2 separate regions of the Mus musculus genome follow, and region 2 is linked to region 1. The links are chromatin contacts, called in public Hi-C maps. All regions are on one chromosome and are shown on one strand. The core of a region is the stretch at or near the end of the contact, and the rest is flanking DNA. Distances in the headings are between cores, read along the strand shown. Region 1 overlaps Gm27162 (predicted gene 27162). Region 2 has its middle 22 kb from the start of Gm3331.

Evidence for each region. A called contact is a pair of places that touch in the nucleus more often than the background predicts.
Region 2: a contact with region 1 is called in a Hi-C map of liver, with 2.4 times the contacts expected there. The contact joins two enhancer-like sites. A contact is called at or near these places in 6 of 484 Hi-C or Micro-C datasets (CD8 T cells, liver, nephron progenitors and 1 more) and 7 of 115 datasets of contacts at active chromatin or transcription factors (CD8 T cells, cardiomyocytes, double positive thymocytes and 4 more).

Annotation. Positions count from the first base shown.
Region 1 is chr9:32,904,003-32,909,628 of GRCm38.p6, reverse strand. Gm27162 (predicted gene 27162) reads left to right here. Exons shown (of 4, transcript NR_131058.1): 4 at 2,587-5,560. Among named protein-coding and RNA genes, the nearest start is that of Gm27162, 22 kb to the left of the region's middle. Within about 2 kb of position 3,033, at least 56 of the 459 cell types and tissues checked have an H3K27ac peak or open chromatin away from gene starts, as enhancers often do. A contact at or near this core is called in liver, where this site is marked.
Region 2 is chr9:32,757,844-32,763,469 of GRCm38.p6, reverse strand. No RefSeq gene overlaps it. Among named protein-coding and RNA genes, the nearest start is that of Gm3331, 22 kb to the left of the region's middle. Within about 2 kb of position 2,524, at least 6 of the 459 cell types and tissues checked have an H3K27ac peak or open chromatin away from gene starts, as enhancers often do. A contact at or near this core is called in liver, where this site is marked.

The DNA of each region.
Region 1 (5,626 bases), core at 1,784-4,283:
AACCTTTGGAGCACATCTTGAGTAGCTAAGTCTTGAGGAAGGAATCCAACTGTACAACATGTTCAGTAAGTGGTCTTAAATTCATCATAAATAAGTGAGGATCCACTGTCATATTGCTTTCTCTTATGCCTTAATACTCCCTCCATTTAGGAAAAAAATGAGAAAATAGCTTGAGAAACAAACAGCTCAGTGGTTAAGACACTTGCTGCCCTTGCTAAAGACTAGAGTTCCCAGCATTTAGGTCAGGTGGTTTACAACTGTCTGAAACTCAGGTTCTGAGCAATCTGATACCCTTCTCTAGCACTCAGGCAACACACACACACACACACACACACACACACTTTAATCTTTAAGAAAAGTTTAAATGTTGAAGATGCACAGGTCATCAGGTATGTGTGAGAAAAGACAAAATAGGACAATGGTGGCACCAAGAATCTTAAATCCCACATTAGCCTTGTCAGTGGCTTCATTGTGGTAGACGACTTACGCATAGATTGACATAAATCACTATGACAGAGAATTTTTCAACACTCTGACATGGTAAAGATCATTCCCAGACCAGGTTATCATTCTCCCTTCTCTTCCAGCATATTGTTTCTCTCAGCATCCTCTCCAGACAACCCCTGAGCACGCCGAGCGAGTTGCTGGCTCTTCCCATATGACATTCATCACCAAAATGAAACCTGACCCCAGAATTATCATTTTAGCAAGAAGATGATGAAATCCATTTAACCTTTGCACTCTCTTGGCTGATAATTCCCTCTGTTCCTCATAAAATCTATGACTTCTCCTGAAGGGTAGACTCAGATAATCGCCGTCCCGCTGAGGTAATAGCTAGACTGTCCTTTTCACTGTAAGAGTTTTTTTCTAGCCAATACTCAGGAAACTTTATGCAAATTGAATGTCCAAACCTGAGATTGAAGAAAATACCTAGATTTCCTCCATATTCAGAACATGAAGAGAATCAAAGACTCAGGTAAATGACACAAGGAGTATCCTGACTACAGATGCAGACTTGTGTCCACTATCAAGGAATAATTGACGTCTCCCAGGGCAAGCAAAAGTTTCATGCTATTGACACTTTTTAAAATCCTGTTTGGAATTCAGTCTGTCACTTTGTCTAATTCCCTCTTGGCCAGAGGGTGCCAGAGATGTATGATTGGTGGCATGACCACTCGCATGTGACAGCAGCTGCAATCCTCAGTGTTCCCTGAGTGGAGTGGGGTCTACCTGAGGACATAGGCCAGAGGAGGTAGACACATAAAGAAACAAGAGCAATAGCTCTTCATGACATCACTCTTTGCCCTGATTCAGACACAAACCTTATGACTGAGAGACAGAGTCCCATGTCAGACATGCAGTTGTCCTGTCAGGATGCAAGTGTTTTATGAGCATTTTCCTCACTCACTAACCCTTTCGGGAGAAAGAACTCAAAAAAGAATGAGGCTCAGGCAAGAAAGCATGGAGGAGACTGAAAATTCAAAGGGAGGGTTAGCTAAAGTCCAGACACCTTGAATGAAGAGAGTCAGGCTCTATCTGGCTCTACCTTCAGCAGGCTGTGAGGGCTTGCACTTGATTGAATCAGTTCCCAGTTTCCTGTTTAAAATCTGAAAGAAATGAGTTCTTGGTTAAGCTATGATGTTAGGATTTCTCGTGATTAGAAGCTTCCCACTGCATTTCTTCCAGTCCTTTACTTTCAAGCAAGTGCTAGAATGGTGAACCCTCAACATGAGACTTTTTGGGGACTGTGACATGAACTTCTGCACAAGCTGGCCAAAATGTATTCTGTCATTAGCAGTGTCTCCTTATGGAGCCTTGATGCCCAAGTTTTATGAGTTTAGAACTAACATGGTAACCAAGATGGAGGCAAATTGGTCTTTTCCAATTTAGCTCACTCAGAATCAACTTGTCTGCTCACAGCAAAGCAGTTTAAGAATCCCGTCATACTTAGACAGTGTGTCACTTTTCTTTTTTATTTTAACATTTGTATGTGTGTGTACATTGTTTTAGTTTTGTTTTTCCTTTTGATTTGAGACCAGATACTTCTGATGAGCTTGGTTGGCACTTACCGATTTGGCTAGTCATAGCTGCTAGTAAGCCCAACAGATAGTCCTGTCTCTGCACACAGAGCCCCAGATCACTGCTGGGGTTCCTGCAGTGCACCTTGTGTTCAGCGTTCTTACGTGGTGGGTTCTGGTAGGTTGGACTCTAGTCCTTATTTTTGCACAGCAAGCACTTGACCAACTAGGCCCATCTCCCCAGCCCTCAGTTTTAGTTTCTGAGTGGAACAGCACAGCTGTTTAATTTTTGTCTACTCTAAATCATTGAATTTTCATAACAATACAATGGTGGACATCAGGTTCTCCAAATTATAAATAAAGAAGCTGAACTGGAAATGTTTAAAGTAGTTCCCAAATGCTATGCTTCTCCTCCAGTGGAGGCAGAATTTGAATCCAGATGTGACTATTAGTATACACTCTTAGATATCTGCCAGGACTTGTGTATGGAAATGCATCAATAATATCTAAATACTAGCTTCAAGAAAAGTTATGTGGAGCTTATAAAATGCTAATCTTAATTTTTCAGCCTGGAGAGAATTAAACAAGCCTTATTGACTTCCCACAGAGAAGCCTGTTCAGCTAGGTACCATGAGGTTGAGAGATTAACACTGCAGAATGGAAACAAAGAACATTGATGAAGCACTTGGGTGAACTCGGGTAAGACATTTTCTCCAATCAAGTTATCAAAGCCGAATTCCTGTTAGTCCTTTTGGAACTCTTTTTGCTTATGAAGCAGATATGGATTGGAGGGCACACTGGTCCCTATTGTTGTTCTGCAGGCTTGCTTGTGTTAGGTCAGCATATTAGTTCCCCTACCTCTGTAAAGACTGAGAACCACATTTGGAATCAGGACAGGAAGTACACCCCCTCCTTAAACCCTTTACTTTCTGGAGAAGTCACGGGTGGTGAAGATGTTTCCTGCCATTCTTTACAGAAGCAAGAGTCGCTTTAGGGTTGTTTCATTATCAGTGGAGTAGTTGTCCCGTGGACCTCTGCCCTTGAAGAGTGAAAGAGCAGTCAAGACAGAGCCCACTAGCCTCACGTCGTCACAGTTGCAAGCAAGCAAACCTGTCATCTTCCTGTATTATCTACAAATGGTGTTTGTTTCCTTTGACGTATATTCTAACACTTGGGGCAGGAGGGATTTCTCGAAAAAACAATATTGTTGAGTATACCAATTCCCTGCCCCCAGCCATCCTTTCTGTTTCCTTTTCAAGGCTCCAGGAATTGCTAAATGGCATATCCTGGACAACCAACACTCTTCAGCTAAAAATACCAGAGGGTGAGCTTATCTCGAGCAATGCTTCCTCTCCAGGGGGTTCATAGACATTATCTCATTTATTCTTAAAAACACCCTGTGAGGTAGGGCATGGCCAAAGAACTGGATCCCAGAAAGGTAAGGAAGCTTTAAGACAAAAGGTCACTGGCAGAGGTTCGATTCTGAAGCCCGGCAGAACAGCTCAGATGTGTAACTTTCAAGCTGTAAAATCTACTCACCAGGCATCAATAACTTGACTGCAGGAGCCCAGAGACCCCCTTATTAAATAGATATAGATATAGGAGATAGAGATAGATAGAGATAGAGATAGAGATAGAGATAGAGATAGAGATAGAGATAGAGATAGAGATAGAGATAGAGATAGAGATAGAGATAGAGATATATAACAAGACTCCTGGCATACAGGAAAAGACAGAGCTTAGCGGAAATTGGATCCCCAAAGCTACTTCTTCAGGGTAATGATGATTTCTTTGTTATCTATAACAAACTGGAGAAGAACATTGATCATCTTTTCAAATTGTCCCATTGCCCTCCTAACCTCATCTGCTAACATGGCTTCATGTCCCACCTACACAAACTGGAACAACTGGCTTAGTTGTCTCAGAGAAACAAGATATATATATATATATATATATATATATATATATATATATATATATATATATATATATATATATATATATATATATATATATCCCTTCTAGAAGTCAGACATGACTTGCTTATACATACTTCAAAAACAGATTCCATAATCAACAAAATACATTGTTCTGACATTCTATATATTGTCTTATATTCCTTTCCTCAAGACTTGGTCCCATGCCCAAACCCGAGAGTCATGGCAGCTTCTAGGTCCTCTTAGGAGCATACGCAAATCCTGTTACTGACATATCTCCTCTATGCCCCTCATGACTAATTTTTTTCCCACCCATACTCATGCCCAAGGAGAATGAGCTTGGGAGCATGAACTACCGAGCTCCCTCCTCTCTGCCTGCTAGCTGATTTAGCAGGAGGTTAAGGGGAGACAAGAGTATGTTGTTAGTTTTACCTTATTTCTTCCCTGTAGGGTGACTATGACTGAGTCCTGCCCACAAGGCCAGCTCCTCCTTCAAACACTGCTCTTTGTCTGGGTTTTTAGTAAGCATCACTTCCTGATGGCCACCAGCCTGGAAGTTTTAAAGGATCCTCCTGCTAATGTTCCCAATTCTTTTGTCGTCCCTATTATATGTATTAAAGCCACAACACATTCTGTAAATAGTTCCTTCATAAACTTGTTACAGCTCCTAGATAGAATGGATTCCATTGGTCCTAGTTTGTTTTTTTTTTGATCTTGTAATAAAACCATGATCAAATGCACCATAGGGAAGAAAGACATTTATTTCATCTTGCAAGTTACAGCCTGCCATTGAAGGAAGCTCAAAGCAGGAGCCTGGAAGCACAAACAAAATCAGAAGCCATGGAGGAATGCTGCTTACTGGCTTGTTCTCTTGCTCTTGTTCATCAAACTTTCTAATACAGCCCAGACCTACCTGCCAAGGAATGGTACTTCCTGCAGCGGTCTGAGCTCTCCTGCATCAATTAACAAGCAAGAAAATCTTCCACAGACATGCACATAGGCAATCAGATGGAGACAATTCTTCAACTGGGATTTCCTCTTCCATAATGTGGCAGGTTGATAAGCAAAATTAGTCCTTTCTCTCTATTTACTAAGGGTACCCAAGCTACTATAATTTCTGTTGCTATCCTACTTTTCAGAGAGTTCTTCCATTGCATTTTACGTGTATGATTATTTGCATATATGTATTTATGTGCACCATGTGGTTGCTTGGGACTTACGGAGGTCTGAAGAAGGCATCAGATCTTTGGGAACTAGAATTGCATCTGATTGTAAACCACTGTATGGGTGTTGGGAACTGAACCTTGGTCCCCTGTAAGAGCAGCAAGTGTTCTTACCACTTAACACATTCCCCCAGTTAAGATAACATTTGTATTTTAAACCCTCAATATATGTGACCTTGGTTCCTAAGTTACTTCCAAATATCTCCCCATGTTTCCTAGCCATTGTTTGCATGTCTAAAGAGAAGTGTATCAATCTTGCACAAATCCCTTTAAGTTTCCAGAAATAGTCAACATATCCTTGATTGGTATGCCTGTGTCTGTCAGCCTTTTAGGATTAAGTCTTTTGTCTCTGCTTCCAGGATATCCTTAATAAATATTTACTACATGAATGAGTATTGAATAGGACTTTTGGATTGTAAGCAAACACAACTATTTACTTTCACAACTT
Region 2 (5,626 bases), core at 1,275-3,774, 150 kb after region 1:
CTTAGGATGTGATGATAAGACTGGACCTTACCTCTACTGTTCTTTACAGATCTAAAATCCTTATCCTGATGATACTGGTACCCAAGGAGAAGGATGATACTGGTGTCTTTAAGTAGAGTCCACCTTGCAGGGATAGAGTCCTACCTTGGTGCCCATCACCAGGGCATGCATCCCACAACCTCAGTGGCTTTCTGGTTGTGCCCACCTCTCTTCAGATGAGCTAACTCGGGTTCCAACTCCTCTCCTTCCTCCAACCTGTCCCCTCTGATCTGCCATGTAGAGACAGGGTGACCTTTCTAAGCACAACGCAGGAGCTGTGGCTAAGTCAGTAGGAAGAGTGCCAAGACTCTACCTTGTGCTTCACAGGGCCCACCATACAGGGTCACCTCCCGCCCATCTCTTGTGACCCCACCCCAGCCTCTGCTTCTGCAGCTTCTGCTCTGTCCTTCTGAGTTATGGTTTCTCTCGCAGGTTGCACGTTTTCTCTGTACCTCAACCTCTCCCATTCCCACCTGGCTGGCTTCATCCTCACCCATTCAGACCACAGACCTCTTCAGGTTCTTGTTCTTGGTATCAAGCCAGTGTCAATCTCACTGGAGAGGGATTCTCATCCATTCCTTAGGTGACCTCAGCATTTAGCAGGGTATTGAATCCATCACAGCTAATACAAATAATAATGAGGACTAACAGCGAATCCTCTAGAAATGAGCTTAAGCCGGGTGCATTACCTGGAAATTGGATGAGAATAATCCAAGTAGAGAAGAAGAATGTGGGAGGACTTGGAGTAAAATAGGATTCGCATTCTTGTACCAGTTCTGTCACCAATGGATGATAGTTGGAGGACACAAGTCATGTACCCTCCACTGCCCTGTGAAATCATGACTGCCTAGCTGAAGGGATTGTATAATGTCAACTTAAGGTGATTTGGATTCTAAAACTGTAGAATCAGACTTCTGACATTTTGACTCTTGGCTATCACTCTTCTAGGAGTGTCTAACCTACTGTCCACAGTCCAAATGTACTATACAATAACTATGAAGGTGTCCCATTCCAAAAATTATAAGTTTAAAACATTGTAAGATTGGGGGTGATTATTTTGTAATTTGATTTTTGTTTGTTTGGTTTCTTTATAACAGGATTGACCATGACATTTGTAGACAAAATGGTTGTGATGAAATTGTAGATTGGACACCCCTGAAACACTGTTGTGTTTCCCAAAGAGACCTTTCAACTCAATATAGAGGAGAAAGGAGCTGCCAGCAAGACCCAGACAGAATGATTTGAGGAAACTGGAATGCTCCCAGATTCCCTCAGTTATGTGTTCCCCCTTGTTTTTAATTCTTGTCTTTGTTGTCTGGGCTTCAGGATTTGGATCATCACATACAGCAGCAGAGGGAAGACTCTTTGGAATCTGTAGTCAGAGTTCTGATGTGGAATTTCAAGTAGGCTAAACACACAGGTTCCTAAAGCAATGAACATGTGCTGCCAGTATCATGCCGGTGGCACACTCGAACCCTCCTCCAGGGCTCTGTGATGGGGCATAAAAGGGGCTTTAAATTCCTTGGGCACCAGGGCACGGATATACTTTACTGTTCTGAAAACTTGGCTTTGGAGAAAGCAGATACATGCACACATATCTGCCACTCCAAACACCCGTCATTGTCTATCATCTTATCTACTTAAGATGCAAATAATACTCATATACAAAATACATACAGATGTGTGTATATGTCTCCAATTAAAGGACCACATTTCTTTGTGTATTGCGACTTTGTGAATCTTCTATTGACAGGGAAGTCAGAAATTATGGAACAAGACTGACCTAAAATGTAGCTTGGAAGAGAGACAGGCTCTCAATTGTTAGGGATGGGGTTGGGGTTGGGCTGTGTTGTTTCCTTCCTTCCTTCCTCCCTTTCTTCACATCGTTGGGACCTTGTGTACAGTAGATAAGTGCTCACTCATCACTGAGCAACACCCCCATCTCTGAATTAGGTCTTGAACTTTCTGTCTCAGAGATCTGTGAGGCCAGCTACCATTTCTTATGAACAGTGCACAAAATTCCCAAAGTACATAGAAAGTCCCTATTGCCATCTCTCTTCCATAGTTTGGAGGAGTCTTGAGTTGACAAAGCAATCTCAGACCAAGCTACTAATTGTTACCACTGGTGGTCTGGCCGTCTGAAGACCGGTGTCAGTTTTTCAAGTGTCAATGCTCTCTTGTTATTTGCAGGTACACCTTGGGAACGGATCTCAAAGAATAAGCTGTAGTTTCACATTTGCCTACACAAATGTTACAATTGCCTGCTATAGAATAGCTCAGGTGCAATGGCTTCAACTGATAGTGTGTCAAGCAGACAACATAGAGAAGACACTGGCCATCTCTGACCTTAGTAATTACCACAAGTGGCTGCTGAAAGTTTCCTAGACTCTTTATGTCTTATCACAGGGAGTGACCAGAGTCAACTCAACATCAAAGTTCCCTGTGCAGTGCTGTGGCTAGGCGTATCAGAGCCTGAGTGACAGAGAGGAGAGATTAGACAGGTCTGTAAACTCCCTGCAGGCTTTGGGAATTGGGAGCGTGTCACAAGACCTGGCCATTGTAGATTTCCTCTTGTTGCTGTGGGCAGATGTTCATTGCTATCGTTATTTTGGACGTCAGCACATAGAGATATGCCAGGCCATTGAAGAGTGGCTTTCCCAGGACAGACATATTTGTCAGGAAAATGGAAACATAGGAGGGGGCTGGGACATAAAGTAAAACAGGAAATGGCATTGGCCCAAAGGCAGAGGACAGGTCCACTTTATCCCCTGAGTTCTAAGCTCTCAACGTATGGGTGTGACCCAAATTTATCCTTGGGATTTTTCTCCAGTGCATCAACGCCTGCTATAATTAGACCCCTGGAATGATTGCCTTATTACAACAGGTACCATAGAATGGTTTTGGTCTTGTTTTTCATTGCTTTTAGGACCAGGTGGGGTTTTATAGCATGGAGGGATCCCTTTGGGTGGTTTGCAGCTAACAGTAAATTCAGCCAATATGGGATAGGTACCAAGTGGCTAGGGTTGGTCCTAGAGGCAGCTCCCAGGTGCGTCAGAAGGATCCTCCCAATCTGAGACAGAGAAGAGCCTCTGTAGAAGCAGACCACATTACCAACCACCTCCAGCGCGAACTCTACCAAAAAGGAGAGGTCACAGAGGATTTTGACAGTTGAAAAGCATCCTTGCTTAAAAGGAGACTTTGTTCCCTTTCCATGTTTAGAGGATGAAGTGTACCTCTTAGTACCAGGATTATGGATCCCACAGAGGGTGAGCCACCACCCTGTGTCCTCAAAGGAAGTCTTTCAAGTCCTAGGGCAAGCACATGGAAGAAACAAGGGGTTACAAGTCAGATGGCTCTCTGGCGAGCCCGGTGACCTTTTGTACTCCCTTCCACTAGCGTTTCTTGACTCCAATAAGCTTCATGTTAAATAAACATGAACTAAGGAGAGATATATGTAAGAGCTGCAGACTCACATTCTACAGGGAACAGGCAAACATGTAAATGAATGAATGGGGCTGGCCCACTGGGGATGAAATAGAGTCTTATTCATCCAGGAGAGAGCTTATTCAGTGTCATGGCATATGTCAGGAGGTTACTCATTTGGGCCATGTAAGTGGGTTCCATACTCTGAAGGACAATCGAATCATCTCAGAGAAGGAATGTTGTTTTGTTACCACTATCTTCCATGGTCTCTCCCTCATTTCCCCCCAAACACAGACCACAATCTCTCTTTAGGTTAAAAGAATTACAGTCCACTATGTTGAAAAGCTTTGTCATGGTGTGGATATGATTTGAACCTAACATCCCAGTGTGCTGGTGCAGCCTCTTGGAGATAGATGGAGGCTGGTGGAAAGTGGTTAGGACAGGACATGACCTCAAAGGGGATTCATGCTGGTTTTGAAAACGGCTTAGTTCTCTTGAGAGTTATTATAAAAATACCAAGCCTGACCCCTAATCGCTGTGGCTCCCTATCTCATCAGGGAAGGTCTCTGTCTACACCCACCCAACACCATGCCCCCACCATCAGGTCCTCAACAGAGGTCATATACATAGGGCCACTAAGTTTGGACTTTGGGCTCCAAAACTCTGTGCCAAAGAAAATGCTTTTCTCTGCTACTTACCTCAGTTATGTTCTGATAGCTACAGAAAACTGATCCGCACGTATCCGCTTATCAGCTCAGAGATGGAAGCATGGTCAGAAGTTTGGGGAATTGGATATAATTTCATGGCTACAAGGATTCAAACCACTTGGCACATCTTACTTGTTACCTTCTGAAAGCATGTGAAGTCTGTGCATGCCCACCTTCTCTTAAGTGACTCCTGTCAATAGTAGCTCTTACCTTACCCCACCCATCCTTCTCAACTCCTGCAATGGTTGCTATATTACTGCCTTTCCCTCCACAATGGCTTCCATACAGTGGCTTATTGGTGTCATTAAGAGAGCACCAAAGCCCAACTGCCTGAAAATAACCCACTGGATCTGTGGCTTCTGGATGCAGAGAGAAGGGACTAAGCTGACTTCACTCACATGTGCCTTGTGCTGTTTACTGTGGTCTCCGTGTAGTCAGATATCCTGAGAGATAACGTCAACTTGGATCAGTTTTTGTCCAAAGCTTTGACTGAAGCTGCAACCCATTTGAATAGTTTATGCAGGGTTAGAGGATCTCAGATGTGGCTTCTGGTTGGCTTGGGAGTAGGGGCTTTGCCCAGGTTTGCAGCTGAGAAGGACAAAATCTGAGGACCTCACCTCGACAACAAAAAAAATCTGTCCAGGAGTAGTGGTGGCTTTACCAGATACCCAAGACCAAAGCCACTCTCCTGGCCAGCTGGGCTCTGACCACTAGACCACACAGTCCGTGTTTAAAGTGTGCTCAGCAAACCTCAAGTTCCAGGGCTGAAGAAACAGATTTTCCAAAAACACAGTTCTCTTTGTGAACAATTCAGCAAAAATTCTCTTTCCAGCTGTGAGTTGGGATTCATGTTGCAAATGTTGGTGTTAATTAAAAACATCCACCTTCTACAGTTTCAACTAGAAAAAAAAAACCCGCATACAGAATGCAGCCCTAAGCATTCCTGTCCCAAAACACTTGGAAGTATGTATTCTATTCATGACATAGGCTGGAGTGGTTCTAACAGATAGTATCCTTCTTCGTGCCTAGCCCCAGTGGAAAAGTTGAGGCCAAAGAGATGGATGTGATGAGTTCTAACTGCCAAAGAGCACAGCTTTCTTCAGAAGAAACCAAACATCATGGTCTGTCTATATGAACATCAGGAACTGGACCTAGCTGGACTCCATCAGTGACTACCCGTTGAGTCGTCAGTTTTTTTCTTCACATGGTTCTTGGTCCTTCAGACATGAACAGTGATGTTTGACAAGGAAGGTGGGGGCAACAGCACAGGTGGAAACAAACAATGCAGGGAATCACTGGGACAGGAATCCTGTGTCCCTATACCTCTAACCCTTTATTAGGCAACCTTTATCTAGAATGACCCTAAGCCGCAGGATCTGGAGAACTGCCCTGTATTTCTTCTGTGCTTTTCTCTGGTTGATTGATTTCTCCTAATTCTCCCACGACGTAGACAGGAA